Regions from separate parts of the Drosophila melanogaster genome. Here region 1 is linked to region 2. The links are chromatin contacts, called in public Hi-C maps. All regions are on one chromosome and are shown on one strand. Each heading gives the region's core, a stretch centred on a gene start, on an enhancer-like site or on the middle of the called end of the contact. The rest is flanking DNA. Distances are from core to core; before and after follow the strand shown. Region 1 holds the start of Actbeta (Activin-beta). Region 2 holds the start of lncRNA:CR45201 (long non-coding RNA:CR45201).

Region 1 (4,805 bases), core at 1,686-4,185, 130 kb after region 2:
ATTTGTCAATAGATATTTAATTTAATCATTGAAAATGATTTTATTTTACTTAAAAATAGCACAAAAATCTTACAAATTAAATTTATTTTACAAAAAATTCTGCATTGCAATAGTTTTGGTACAGTACGATAACCGCTTATTTCACAACAACTCACATCTGTTTTATCTTAATAACGCCAAACTCAATGTAGTTTTTTTTAGTCTCAATAAGAATATTAAAAGATTACCCTATATTCAGTATGTAAAAAATTTTTTTGAAAACTGACCTTTATCGGTGTATATGTTGGGCTTTCCGCTTTCATGGCACAAGGTGCAGCCCTTGTGACTCTCCAAATTCGAAGCATAATAATTACTACTGCTGATCCCATTGCAATTTATAAGTTTGACTTCAAACCAGACGAGTCCAATTAGAAGCCAAATAAGATTGGCTCTATTGCGTTTAATCTTTGAACAGTTACGCATTGAACCATGAATCGCTGGCCAAGGTGCTTCAATTTCCCTCAAAGGGGACACCAGTAGGCTTCTCTCTGACTGACTAAATAGTTTACCTCCTTGTACTAAGTCATAATTAGTTCCGTAATTTGTCTCCAAAGACTGGCATTTGGCATCGCTAAAATTAAGTCTTTGCTCAAAGCCGCTCATATTATCTTGCATTAGATGATGAAGTCGCTTAGTATATCTGTGCCTGCGTCGTCTGTGATTGCGTCGGCGTCGCCTCCTTCGCTGTCGTTTACGATTGCGACTTTTACAAAGCACTCTACATAAATTGTTGGACTTTACCTGTTGGTCGTTATTTATGTCATACGATGTATACCCATAAAGCAACTTTAGCTTCGTCTCCGAAGTGCTACTGGGAGTTTCATTAGGTGTGGTAGGAACCGAGACGTGCACTGTCCTACTGCTGGCTTGGCTTCTATCTGCAACTCCAGACTGGCCAGGCACGGAAAATATGTCTAGGAGTATGCAGCTTGTCAGGAGTGTCGCTACCGCAGTAACCCACCGAGCCAGCACTAAAATAACCGCCACAAACCTTGATACTCTAAGGACTTCGAGGTCAGCAACTTTTTTACGCATTGCAGCGGGTTGTGGAAATGACTTCCGGGAGCCAAGGCTGTTGCAGCAGTTTAAGTTAAAGCAGCAACAGCACTTTACAACCACAACGCAGCATCCTTGGCGACAGCAGATGCATTGACAATTAAAGAAACACCTGCTGCCTTTGAATGGCGCCCCCGATTGCGAATGATTAGAATCGAAGGCAAATCGCATCTTTGATATATGGCAAGCGTGTAGTACAGGCACTGTCCCTTAGAAACGTGGTACAAGTATTGTCAATTTTATTTTTCTGGTAAATATTTTTTTAATCATTGCAAATCTTTTTCCTTTCCTTTCCTTTCTGTCGTTCATTTCGTCTGCCTGTTCAAAATACAAATTTTCGATTAGATAAGTGGTAAGCTAACTGGAAATTAATATGGACACTAAACAAGAGAGGAGGCTACAAATTGGCAAATAAATTAAAAACACCGGAGAAAGCTATAGTCGACTTCCCCGATGCGAAGTTTCATAATTTTTCAGGGATATTTATAAATATTGTGCAAAAAGATACGAAAAAGTTTTAAATTTGTTTGAAAATGTGGGCGTGACCGTTTCGCTCGTTTTGTGGCCAAAGTGTTTTTTATATACAAAAATTGGTTCCAACAAGGCGGTGCAACAGCACATACTTCAAGAGCATCGATGGCTGTTTTGAGGGAACACTTTCCAGAGCGCCTTATCTCAATTAGAGGCGATTTGGAATGGCCGGCACGATCTGTCCCCTTGTGATTTTTTTCTATTGGGTTTTTTGAAGTCCCGTGTTTATGTGAACCGTCCAAGAGCCCTACAAGATTTGAAAACCAACATCCAAGAAGAAATTGCCATCATAACACCTGCCATGCTAACAAGACTCACGACAAACGCCAGAAATCGGTTTACGCAATGTATGGAGAATGGGGGACGTCACCTATCAGATTTCATCTTCAAAAAATATGACATGTACGTACAATATAAAAAAAAATAAATTTTTTCCGATGCCTACAATAGTTTTCATTGAGTTCTGAAAAAGGAAATTATGCTGCCGCACCCTGTATATACTTTGTATGCTCGGCAATGCTCCCTTCTACATGGTACTTACTTTTTAACGTATATAGTATACCCTTTGATTCTACGAGTAAGGGAATATATATACGGGTATACAAATCTTAAATGATATATTCTCCGAATACTTGTTTACTTGATAATTAACCAGTAATTGAACCAGTTTGCGTTGAAACGGACGGACGGTTACGGCTCTTACTGCTAGCCATACAGATGAACATATATTCTTCGTGTGGTCGTAATTGTCTCCTTTACTGCGTTGCAAGAAACTGACTTAAATCAATATACACTTTGAAAGGGTACAACACATTAAAATTAGTCTAAACCTGACGCCGAGCTTCGGATGGCACAGTTATTATTACGCCAGAAATACTTCATACCATGCACCAACAGAAGCGGACAGACAGACTCATCCGTCCCTTCTGAAGAACTCAAGGCGACACACAGACTGTGTCCAGATGAAAAGACCTACGCCTGAATGGTGGTTACTTAGAAGCCTAGCAGCGGAAAGGGATGAAGAGGAATTAAAAGCATGCGTTCAACAAAAAAATTTGTACATATGTAAGAAGGAAGGTGGTTATGTGTATAGGCTTATGATCAGTGTATGTAACAATATGTATCACCTTTTTCTTTTTAGAAACAATAAATTTTCAACTAAGTAAATATATTTCTTCACGAGAAATATTAGGGACACTATCACATTTTCACGATTTATAAATGTATTATGCTTTTCCTTTTAGCACGGAAACAATATTTTGTATCTCCGTTGGTTGCTAAATGACATTGCATACTTTGTGAAACTAAGATGACACTTTAAGCTTTTCAAAAGCTTTCTTGAAAATAACAATATTTCAGCGTTGCCATATTTGCACCAGAAATATCTGTTGCCATTCAAATTAGAAAGAATATCGATGCTATCGATATATGCTTCCTTTCACGATTAAAAAGTCGGCAGATTCAAATGGATGAATTTCAATAACCTAAATCATTTTTAAATCGTAATCGTAACTAATAAATAAAAATGTTGTTAAGCGTAGATGGAATCGTTTACCCAAAATTCCAAATTAGCAGTCGATCTTGTGTCGATCTATGTGCGCCTAAACATTAACAGATTTATCTGTAAAACTTTACGTCCAATTCAGTTAGATTCAAATCAAGATATAAATATTAATATTATATTCATTTGCTAGTACGAATGCGAACGCAAAATTTCATCATTTTTCTGGGATATCGATATTAGGGGGAAATAAAATGGGAAAAAATTGTTATACCTGTTATTCGTGGTTTGCGGGCTTTATATTGGGCGTTTTTTGGCAAATCGATAGAAATTTACAAGACTAATAAAATTATGAAAAATATCCAATACATTTTCATAAACGTGGGAGTAGCAGTTTTGGTCGATTTTAGCGCTTTGAGTGGTCGTGGCAAAAATGTTTTTTGCAGATCGATAGAAATTTACAAGATTATTAGTCTTGTATGAAAAAGTATGTATGAGAAAATATAAAAACATTTTTCAAAAGTGTGGACGTGGCAGTTTTGTGCAGTTTGTGGGCGTTAGATGAAATTATGAAAAACTATCCACAAATTGTTCAAAAATGTGGGCGTGCCAGTTTTGTGCGCTTTGTGGGCGTTAGAGTGGTCGTGTCAACATCTGTCAACAAACTTGCGCTGCGTCTATGTCGCTTGAATCTGTATGCTGATCTCAAGCTTTTACGTTTACGTACAGTACATGAGATTTCGAGTTCATTCGGAAAGACGGACGGTCGAACAGACGGTCGGACAGACGGTCGGACGGACACACGGATACACGGACATACGGACAAGGCCAGATCGATTCGGCTATTGATCCTGATCACACTTTATATGGTTGGAAACGCTTCCTTCTGGTTGTTACATACTTTCCAAATGTGAAATTCGAGTAAGTATTCTATTATTTTGCTGATTTTAGTTATGCAAATCGATATAAGGAAAAGCCCAGCAGATAATATTTCTTTATCCTTTACTTGTTAACAAAAAAAGGGTAAACCGTACTCTCTGAAGAATATTTAACAGAAAGAACAAAGAGGATGTATACGTAACTTCACCGGAATACCTACAATTATTGGCTACATTTACTTTTTACTTCCTTCGAAACGATTGCATCAAACTAGAAATAGAATACGAATATTTTGTTGTTGGTTGTTTTCATCATATACATACATGTACATAGACATAACAAATAAATAATTTACGTTTTGATACAAGCAAAAGCCTCGTAGGAGTTACTAGAATCTGGACGGATAACTTCAATTTTTTGATATCTATAGTTTTATAGGTTTTGACTTTTATAAAGATGGACCGACGGACAAGGGGACTGACTGGCATGTATCGGTCGTCTACGTTAGTGGCACGGGTTAAAAAACTTTATCCAAGACATTGTTTTAATTGGAAGAGTATATAAACCTTAGTTTGCCGATATCATGTTATTCTGGTTTTATGTGCTATCGACTTGTTAAAGCCCCTTCTGTCTGTATGTATTAACTTTCGGCTCCCGAAAATCTCCGGAAATAACTATATGTATTATTCCGGGAAAGAGTATACCAACAAAGTAAGTAGTATAAATAAATAGTACATAACATAATATATACAGCAGTAGCATTTCCAGTACCTAGCAGCCAAAAACAACCAAAAGAAAC
Region 2 (5,025 bases), core at 1,391-3,890:
TAAATTTTTATCAAGTTGTTGAATTTGATTATTTTTATCTTCAGTTACGGATCGCTCTTCGTTTTTTTCCAGGTCTTCAAACCCGTGTAGATCAATAGTTTCTAGCTGTGATTTAGGTCCTGCACTGAACCATTCAGGTTCTTCGTGAATGAGATAGGAATTGCCACGCTTGCTTCGGCTTTGAGTACTGAAAGGCTCCTTACCAGAAATGCGTCGATTATTAATTCCCTGACGATCAAAAGACTTTTTGGAGTCATATTGAAAACGACGATCTGTGACTTCGGGAACACGTTCAACTAACCTTCCACTGAATGTTCGAGAACGATGTTGGCTTTGATTGTGCTGATTAAGACTGCTTGTACTTCCAGATCCATTTGGAGATGTTTCCTTTTCATTCTCAATGCTGGCTTCTACGGTCTTTTCGTTTTTGTAATCCCAATTATCACTTCTTGGCAACAGCCGACCGCTACCAATCCGCCTTTCTTGGCGGGATGTTGAAAATGTAGGTGAAGATGACATGCATTGGTCGTGATCCGGCTGAACAAAATTCAAACATGTCTCAGCAGTATCCAACTCGCTACCCTTACGGCTAGGCGAACTGGCTGCCTTGCCCTTGCTTGCACAAGTGTTTATCCCCTCGTTGCTTTCCTCGCTGTTGCTGCCTTTCGATATGACAAAACGCCTCTTTGCAAATGCCGGCATTAAATGTGAAGATGATATGCTACGGTGATCGATGATATTCAACTTATAGGGCTGTCCATGAGAAAGCGCATCCTTATCTTTATCCTCCCCACTTATTAGAAGAGAATCGGTAGGTACGAAGCGCTGGTAATAGTTGTTTGCCCGTTCTCGATTTCTCATAGCGCGACGTGAACTTATTGAGCTACTATTGGAACAAATTAAGCTCGAGTTATCTGCTTCTGGAGAAAGTCGATTCTTGTTTTGATTAGAATAGGCGCTGGACACGGTTAACGCAGCTGTGTTCAGATTAATTTTCCAAAAACCTAGCGTCTGCAATTCAAGTCGTGTTGAACATTGCGGGCGCTGTCGACTTTTACCTTCATATCTTAGAGCTAACAGGTCTACTTTCGAGTACCTAATGTGAAACAGATTGTTAAAACAATGTTAGTACATATACAAGTTTAAAAAAACAGTACGCGAGAATAATATCGAAAAAGTTGACTAAAATTTACCAATATTTAATCCACATACCTGGCACTAATCTTTGATGTATCCATTGCTAAGGACTATAGTTCACTGTGTAATCTAACTTATTACAGAAAGTCGAAAAAGTTAAGATATCCAAAATTATTAAAAACAGAACACTCTCCTATATGAACGGGAGAAATTGTACAATGAATATACAAATAGTACACACCACTTATGCAAACACACACTTTGAAAAATTAATATATATATATATATATACGTATTTTAAGGCCATATATATGACTGTTGAGTTTCATGAGAATATAATCCCAAGACGCTTACATACATATATAACAATTTTTAATGCTCACAATGTTGCGATTAGCTTTGTGAATATCACGCTAAATTGGAGTGGGATATAGACATTGAAAATATTTTGTTCTTATTGAACCTTAAGGCATTATATATATTAATATTGAAACATTAAAAGAGAAACACCGTGAAACAATGGAATTTTGAAGTTGTGACATTTGTGGGAAAAGAAATTCTAGGTTTTTCCTACTGGTGCTAAAGCGATACCAGACTAAGCATATCTGTCCGTTCGTATGAGCGTCGAGTAAAGGTGCCGAATGTTTTCTAAAATGATTAATATTATTATTTACACTTGAAAAACAAAAAATAAATTTTATTTATGTAACGTCGATGTTTTATAAAATAGTTTATATGATTATTTACATTTGAAATACTCATAATATATAATATAAATAAGAATATTTTTATATTATTAAACTATTAAATTTTAAATTTAATATAAAACAAATCAAGAAATTATAATCAGGCATGCATTACCGAATAATCGTAATTTGTTTCCGAATTCGATTTGATTTCGTAAAATTTTTTGCTGTCGGAGTGTTTTCTGTACAGTAAACAGCTGTTTAAGCTGTTTTCCAGCGGACACCTTTTTCACAATTTTAATTCCGATGTTCGCATTTAATTTTTTACTGCATTTTGACCGTTTAATTAATTAAATTAAATAGCATTACTTACGAACACTATAGGCCATCTTTTAAATTAAGATAATTAATTCTTTTATATTTTATAAGTAAGTTTAGTCGACGCACGCATGACCCCATGCCAAATCGAAAATTTTTTTTGCCGACGGCAAAATTTTGTATGTCAAATTTTTAATGGGGTCAGAAATAAATTGTATATAAAATAAATAATGAATATAAATAATTAATATAAATCAATAGACCACTGAGTAAACTATTTTTTCCCTTGGTAAATAATATCTTACGTGATATAAAAATGGGCATATACTTTTCATTTCGGCCAGACAAAAGTGTCCGTTTTACAAATCGAAAAATCCTTACGAATTTGAAAACCGGAGCACCGATCTTGCGTTTTAAAATGCCAAATCGAAAATTTTTGTTGCCGACAGCAAAATTTTGTATATCAAATTTTTGATGGGGTCAGAAATAAATTGTATATAAAATAACTAATGAATATAAATCAATAGACTACTGAACTATTTTTTCCCTTGGTTAAGATCTAACGTGATATAAAAATGGGCATATACTTTTCATTTCGGCCAGACAAAAGTGCCCGTTATACACATCGAAAATCCTTACGAATTTGAAAACCGGAGCACCAATCTTTAAAATCGAAATCGTAAAGTACTTCGATTAACGGAGCGTGCCCGATAGATTGATTTTGAAATTTTTTGTAGGTGTACACAGTTATACAAGGAAGTGCACGCCTAACGCTAAAATATGCTGCCGGCGGTCTGATGAAACATGCACGGAATAAGTGTTCGGTCGACTTCGGGAATGATCTTCGTGCACAATGTCTAGAAAATGACATCATGTTCCACACAATGTCATGGTCTATCAAAATCTATAGAGGTTTAGAGTTAAATACATAGCTATTTTTATAGTCATAGTCCCCTTTTTTTGAGAATATACGATAGTTTTGGTTATGGTCTAAGAGTGCGTCACCCAATTTCTATATGCCGTCCTGCATTGACCTAACGGTCTCTACCCACCCATTAATGAAGATAATGACGGCGGTATCGTAAGGATGGCAAAATAGGGATGGTATGGCACAGTACGAAGAAATGTGGTACAAATAAAGCCATATGTCGAGTTATTAAAAATCAAAGTTTTTCATATTTTTCGTATGGTGAGAATTTGTCGTCACATACCATGTCCAAGGGAGTAATAATTTGAAATAAATTGTTAAAGATTATCATACCAAAGACATTAGAATAACAGGATGCGTAACGTCTTACGATTTTTTGGCACACGGTTTTTTCGCCGTGGCTCCAGGCCCCCTCGAATTTTTGTTCGAGAGCGAGAGAGCGGAGAGCGCTACAGCGCACAGCTCTTTTCTACGCATACAGTGATAGCAGACAACTGTGTGTGTGCACACGTATCCATGCATTGTAAATTTGACAATATATGTACATATGTATGCCCTTCACCTTAGAAGTTCATAGACATTAAATCTATATTATTTTTGATCAATTGGCACCGTGCGAAAAATTCTTGTTTTGCATTGCCTTAACGTTATTATTATTTAAATATAGCTTAGAAATAGTAAAAGCCGAATCATAATGTCACAAAATAAATTTTAAAAATGACTGAATGAAATGAAATGAATGATTCAGCTTGCGACTTGTGAAAAATTAATAAGACATTGTTGAGTGCTTTCGTCTGCACTTCGTGCCTCAAGATATACTTCCAATAAACAGTTTTCATATTTTTGTTTATGTTATAAATTTGTATTTTCTACTACGTATTATTTTTATGGAATATTTATTTCTCAATATAATGTCTTCTATTTGGGAAATTTATGTTTTAAATTACAGTAGTTATACTTCCTTGGTATTTTCCTTAATTATTTAGTATATTTATTAAGTCATTTGACTTAATATGATGTATGTAAATGATCAATTTTTATTATTTAACATGCACATTAGATTCAGTTGTTCGATTTCAGTTTTTTTTTGTTATATTCCAATTTGATATTTTTAAAAAGCGCGCAATTTTGTCATATTGCTACGAAATCGGACAAAACTCCTCAAATATGTAAATTCGTTTCTTCAATCAGAATTGATTTCGGCCCGAAAATCGTTTTCTATCACAACACGCACACATATACGCGTTCTGGTCTCTTGCTTTTACTTACACAAGCAAGCAAATTCTATTTTTAGATTTCTTACACTCTCATTGTAAGCGAGCGGACAGACAGCAATTTTGGCCGTCACCAAAAAAGTGGCTGCATAGTGCCAAACCAATGTATGGCCGTTACGCATCTTGTTATTCTAGTGTCTTTTGTCAAACCAATGTATGGCCGTTACGCATTTTGTTATTCTAGTGTCTTTGATCATACCACCTGGCCATCAGTCATGGTGTGGAGGGAGGGGGTCAGATAGTAGAATTCGTCTTCCAACACTGGAAACTCTTAGTGAAAGCACCTATTAAAGACCTTGGAAGTATGAAACAGAAAGAAAAAAGCGTTTCCTACCCTATAAAGTATATATATACATATATGATCAGGATCACTAGCCGAGTCGAACTGGCTACTGCCACTCCTACACCTTTCCTATCGTTCCCATCGATATGCTGAGTATCGAGTATCTGATCTGTCGAAAAATACGGCTGATTTTGTTGCTTAATAATTATTAAACATGCATTTCTACGGAATGTATTGTAATTTTATACCTGATGTTTTGGTATTTTTTTCCAGTTCTGAAAATTTCTATCGATTTGCCAACCAACTTCTTGCCACGCCCACTTTATACCCACAAAACTCCGAAAACCACACTTTTGAACAATTTTTAAACTTTAACAAAATCTATCCGCAAATTATGAA

The links. A called contact is a pair of places that touch in the nucleus more often than the background predicts.
Region 1: a Hi-C map of the Kc167 cell line shows a contact between it and region 2, with 1.7 times the contacts expected there. The contact joins the promoter of Actbeta here to the promoter of lncRNA:CR45201 in region 2. A contact is called at or near these places in 23 of 107 Hi-C or Micro-C datasets (the Clone 8 cell line, the Kc167 cell line, the ML-DmBG3-c2 cell line and 9 more).

What each region holds. Positions count from the first base shown.
Region 1 is chr4:1,081,861-1,086,665 of dm6, forward strand. Actbeta (Activin-beta) reads right to left here and starts at 2,936. Exons shown (of 6, transcript NM_143685.3): 1 at 2,754-2,936; 2 at 267-1,413. The coding sequence starts at 1,266.
Region 2 is chr4:956,794-961,818 of dm6, forward strand. lncRNA:CR45201 (long non-coding RNA:CR45201) reads right to left here and starts at 2,641. Exons shown (of 1, transcript NR_123751.1): 1 at 2,431-2,641. It overlaps 4E-T (eIF4E-Transporter), which reads right to left and starts at 1,599. Exons shown (of 8, transcript NM_166798.2): 1 at 1,213-1,599; 2 at 1-1,096. The coding sequence starts at 1,238. It also overlaps asRNA:CR44030.